2 separate regions of the Callithrix jacchus genome follow, and region 2 is linked to region 1. Evidence: chromatin contacts called from public Hi-C data. All regions are on one chromosome and are shown on one strand. The core of a region is the stretch at or near the end of the contact, and the rest is flanking DNA. Distances in the headings are between cores, read along the strand shown. Region 1 holds the start of PSMA1 (proteasome 20S subunit alpha 1). Region 2 holds the start of CYP2R1 (cytochrome P450 family 2 subfamily R member 1).

Region 1 (2,700 bases), core at 181-2,680:
CTCATATACTACTGCTGAGAGTATATATTGGTAAAACATTTCTGGAGAGCAATTTAGTTCTAAAAAAAAAAACCAGAATCTCACTCTGTCGCCCAGGCTAGAGTGTAGTGGCGCGACCACGGCTCATTACAACCTCCGTCTACCAGGCTCAAGAGATCCTCCCACTTCAGCCTCCCAAGTAGCTGAGACCACAGGAGCATGTCACCATGCCCAGCCTTTACTTTATTATTATTGTTTTTAGAGACGAGGTCCCACTATATTAAAATAATACAGTGGTCTCGAGGGCTCAAGTGATCCTCTGCCCTTGGCCTGCGAAAGTACTGGGATTACCAGCGTGAGCCACAGCGCCCAGCGTAGTCTTTACAAAGAAAATAAATAGCGGTGGATGTTAGGTTGGCAGCTGTTTGCAGAGCTGTCAGACTATTTCATTACAGAAAGTTGTTCTCAAAAGACAAAATAGGTAAACCGAAAGAAAGTGTCCATTTTTTTCTCAGTTGCAGGTATCATGCTTGGTTTTGAGGACATAGAAAGACATTAGCGCCATCAGGGAGTTCAAAGTCTGGTGGAGGAAACCAATAATGATAATAATGAGGGGTTAACGACAACAGAGCCTTGAAAGATAAGATCTCCAGGGAATAAGGACGAGGATTCCAAAGTATTAGGTTGGTGCAAAAGTAATCGCAGTTTTTGCCATTAAATTTCCTAAGCAAATTTACCAATATATTCCTAGTACCTGAAACAAAGCCTGGCATATAGTAGGCAATCACTAAACATTTGTTGAATGAATGAATGAATGAATGATAGCTCTATCACTCCAACACCTGTCCTTCTGATTATTATTTCCCAAGCAAATATATTGGCTCTGAGATACAGCCTTTATTCACAGCAACTGTCTGGACTCTTCAGAAGTAATTAAAAGTAATGGCGAAAACCGCGATTACTTTTGTACCAAACTTAATACAAAGAAAAGCATGTACACAAGATACTCGAGGAAGAGTATGGCTGACACAGACAAACAGATCGTTATTTGTGGCTTTTCTGCAGCCTCGTTCCTTTCTGTCACACAACACCCCAAATCTCTGTGGACGGTGAATGAGAGAGTGAGTGGCAAGCTAGTATCACCAGGAGTCACGGCTGTTGCCTCGGACGACTTTAGGTGCAGCCCGCTCACGGGTGAGAAACTGGAAGGAATCCGCAATACACAGGAACCCAGAAGGGCTACGTGACAAGGGCTGCCCCGCAGCTCTCAGCCGCCAGCGTTCCCAGCCAAGGGTTTCCAGCCAATCTCAGTTCCTCGATCTTCCGAGGCTCCGCCTGCAGCCGAGCGGTCTGGGAGTTTTAAGGAAGGGGAAGTGTTGTGAGCCTATCGATAACTCTGGAATAGACTGCAATACCCTACGTCGCTGCAGTCAAACTCCCGCAGACTTCTGAGTAGATCGCTGAGCGATAGTTTCGGCAGCACCTCCTGGATTCTCAGTTTTGCTGGAGGCAGTAACCAGGCCCGCCCCGCCACCATGGTACGTTGAATCCCAATCTCTGGAAGTTTTAGGGCTGAGGTCCGGTGACTGGGGGATGATGAGCCACCTCTGCTGTCATCCTTAGCGCGGCCCGGGGCCACGAGACATGGGAGCCTCGGCAGACGGCAAGGCTCCGGCAGTGATTCAGCATCTCCGGCCTGGCCGGGCTAGGGGCTGCCAGTAGTCGGTGCGGCCTTTCCGCCGCCTTCGCTTCCCGTGGGGCCTTCGACACTTCCTTCTCAGTCAGCTAGATGAGTTTGCATTTCAGATTCCTTCAGTGGAGTAGATCCTGAGCGGTCCAGTATAGCTCCTAGTATCGGAGAGGAGAAGATAGGGATTTGGCTTGGAGGCCTCCCTGTACCCCCAGGTGTTCCTGGACCGCGTCCGTTTTCCTGGTGGGTCCGTCTGATTTATCTCTCCCCTAGACCTCGATTAGAAGAGACACTTTTCAATCCTTTTGTCCAATCACCTAGTTACAGATGAGTAAGCCGAGGCTGAGAGAGGAAGTGATGGAATCAGGGTTACAACATAGTGTTCTGGGTTTTCAGTTCTGTGTCTGCCATTCTAGCACTCAATCTCACTACCATGATAATTCTCCCCAGTACTGATAGACTTGTTATAGTAGTCTTTATAGCCGTAATGGTTCTATTGGTGCAGCTATTCGTATCCATCTCTAACTTTCTGAGGATGTTTTTGTTCATTCAATGTGAATATACAGACAGAGCACTTGTATATTTATAACTACAGTGAATGTTCAAAAATAAGTCATACATGTCTCTAATCATGAAGACAGAAAGGAACGTTTAATAAAGAACTGTGGGAGTATGTGTTAGTGGGATTTGGGAAGAAAAGGAGAAGACGTCAAGAGATGGACATTTAAGCTAACTTAAAGAAAACGAAGGCTTAACCATTTATTAGGGCCCAATAAAAGGGAGTAGCATAAGCAAAAATAGGCAAAAAAGTTGATTGTGAAATTTAGTAATTGAGCCTAAAGGGGGTGCTATGGAGGGTGTTAGAATAAGAAGTTGGAAAAATAGGACCCATTTAGATCTGCTTCTCCCTCTCCCACTAGTTTATGGCAAATGTAGAATTGGCTTGCATCTGAGTACAGTAGTAATATTCCAGTAAGACTGCATGAACAGAGTGCCTTAACATTGAAGGGAAACACAAGCATATTTCTTAA
Region 2 (2,700 bases), core at 176-2,675, 360 kb before region 1:
TTATTATAAGTGGAAGAGGGAAGTAAAAGAGAGAGAGTTAGAGAGCAATGTGGGAAGGATCTGAACTGATATTAATGGCCTTCAAGAGGAAGGAATGGGGACAAAAGCCAAGGAATGTGGGCAGCCTCTAGAAGCTGAAAAAGGCAAGGAAATAGATTCTCCCCTAGTATCTAGAAGAAATGAAGCCCTACAAACACCTCTCTTTCAGCCCAGGAAGACCCATTTTGGACTTCTCACTTCAAGAATGGTACGAAAATACATTTGTATGGTTGTAAGCCATTAAATTCGTGGTAATTTGTTACAGAAGCAGTAGGAAACGAATACACCTCTTTAACAGTTGATCTCAGCTTCAACATCATCTTCTTAATAAGACTTTCCTTGACACCCTTCAACTGCTATAATTATCTCCCCAACCACCAGGCATTTTCTATAACATACTTTTCATTTGCTTATGATTATCTAAAATTATTATATCCATGTTATTGTTCTTCCCTCTCCTAATGTAAGTGGATACCTCCGTATCTCTATTGCCTAGGACATGGGAACATAGTAGACATTCAATAAATATTTGTTGTGTGAATGAGCCATAAGCTAATGTGGACCATAAAACTCATGCCGCTGCTAAATCACAATTAGAGGGCAGCTGTTAGAAGAGTCCCAAACCCAGTAAGTCCTGCGCTGCAAGGAACTGTTGAATAGAAAACAGGAATAAAAACTGAATTAGCAAGAATAATTATGAAATCAGTTTAACTCCAGGCAGTAGAGGCAGAAAAATAGAAAATACTCTTCATGAACAAGTGCAGACAAGAATCCTGTGACTGCCAATAAGTAATCATTCTGGAAAGACCAGAGAGGGGTCAAATATAGGTAAACTGAGTTAAGCACATAAACTGCTCAATCATCACTATTCTTAAAAGATTACACACAAAAATACACGAACAGGACAAACATAGATTAGTAAAACAGTAAAATTACTTTCTTTTACTACTGATGGGTCAATTTTCTACTGGAAATTCTGATAACTATCAGATTCAGCTAAAGACTGCAGTGTTGATCATCTCTCCAGTTTTCCTAGTCCAGAATGAAATAAGTAGACCTAGTTCTTAACGACAGTTTAAGAAAGGGCTAGCCACAGAGAAGCGGGATCCGTCTAGCCCCGGTGAGTGAGGCCATCCTGCCACATCGTCAATGCCCTGGTGTAAACATTCTGGAAAACTGCCTCCTGGCTCAATGCCCCGCCTAGAGCCGCGCGACTTCCAAAGGGAAACACCCGCGACCAGCTTCGCAGTACCGACTCCAAGCCGCGCGAAGCTAGAGAGTAGTTATTGCGAGAGGGGGGGCTTGAACTCTAACTCAGCCAGCCAATGGCCACGGAGCAAGGGCGGAACCTGAGGATATCCTGCCAATGGGAGTGCGGCAGGGTTGCAGTGAGTGCCCGGGTCTCAGGGCTGCGGTGAAGTTCGCAGCCCCAGCCCGGCCCGATGTGGAAACTTTGGAGAGCTGAGGAGGGAGCGGCGGCGCTCGGCGGCTCGCTCTTTCTGCTGCTCTTCGCGCTGGGGGTCCGCCAGCTCCTGAAGCAGAGGCGGCCGATGGGCTTCCCTCCGGGGCCGCCGGGGCTGCCTTTTATCGGCAACATCTATTCCCTGGCCACCTCGGCGGAGCTTCCCCATGTCTACCTGAGAAAGCAGAGCCAGGTGTACGGAGAGGTACAGCCCCGACGGGACCCGGGCAGGGAGGGCCGCCCCGCCAGGCTGGCCAGGGCTGGGGCCTTCCTGGTTAGACTTACGGCCGCTCCTGACCCGAGTAGCCAGGAACTCTCCGTGTGCCGGCTGCCGTTTGAGAAAAACCCACTTCCCGGGTCTGGGAGGGAGAAGTCCGCGATGACGTGCCCCCTGGGGCGGAAGCCCCGCCCCTGCCGGTGCCCCACTCCAGGCCGAGGCCCCAAGGCGATCCAGGCCTGATTTTCCCACCAGCGCCAGAGCTCTTGCTCCTGCGCCGTTTGGCTCGCCGGCCGCTCCGCCGCTTCGGGTCCGGGACTGACGCCAGCACTCAGGCGCTGGCGGCTTGCGAGTCGGCCTCGCAGCTCAGTGGAAGCTGCACGCGGCCTGTCTGAAAATCAAGGTGTGCTGAGTTCTAGATGGTTAATAGCGGGTTCTTCGATGTTTGCAGTAGACGAACGACTGGTGTAGGCGTTTGCTGTGAGGATGGAGAACCCGGGGAAACACCCCTGTCTGAGGACTTCCAAGGGTCCTGGCCAGAGCTCACCTGTTTTGTTTTGAATTAAACTTATTTATATGCAACTACAGGCCAGGCTCCTGCCTGACGCTGACGGTGAAGAAGGCAGATGAGTGGGAGAGAGAAAACGAATCTCATTATCGGCCACAGGCTGTGGTCAGTGTTTTGAAGGAAAAGTACAGGGATGTTTGGCAACTGTGGTATTTCAGGTTTGACCTTAAATCCTTACTTAAACCAGTTTTTTCAAGAATTAGTCTAGGTTTCTAGACTAGAAAGTTACTAATGATTTATGTGTTGTTAAAGGGAATCTGGACCAGGTAACGAAAGTATGTATAATTCATAGATATTATTTTCCAACCTGCAGTTCTCCCAGAATTGAGTTTATTCCCATGATTTTTATGTAATATATTTGATCTCTTTGGTATGTTGGTAAACAGCCCTATAATATTCTAGAGAAATAAAATG

The links. A called contact is a pair of places that touch in the nucleus more often than the background predicts.
Region 2: a Hi-C map of skeletal muscle shows a contact between it and region 1, with 5 times the contacts expected there. The contact joins the promoter of CYP2R1 here to the promoter of PSMA1 in region 1. A contact is called at or near these places in 2 of 3 Hi-C or Micro-C datasets (induced pluripotent stem cells and skeletal muscle).

Annotation. Positions count from the first base shown.
Region 1 is chr10:80,389,987-80,392,686 of calJac240_pri, reverse strand. PSMA1 (proteasome 20S subunit alpha 1) reads left to right here and starts at 1,430. Exons shown (of 10, transcript XM_078340622.1): 1 at 1,430-1,912.
Region 2 is chr10:80,753,187-80,755,886 of calJac240_pri, reverse strand. CYP2R1 (cytochrome P450 family 2 subfamily R member 1) reads left to right here and starts at 1,425. Exons shown (of 5, transcript XM_054242137.2): 1 at 1,425-1,706. The coding sequence starts at 1,482.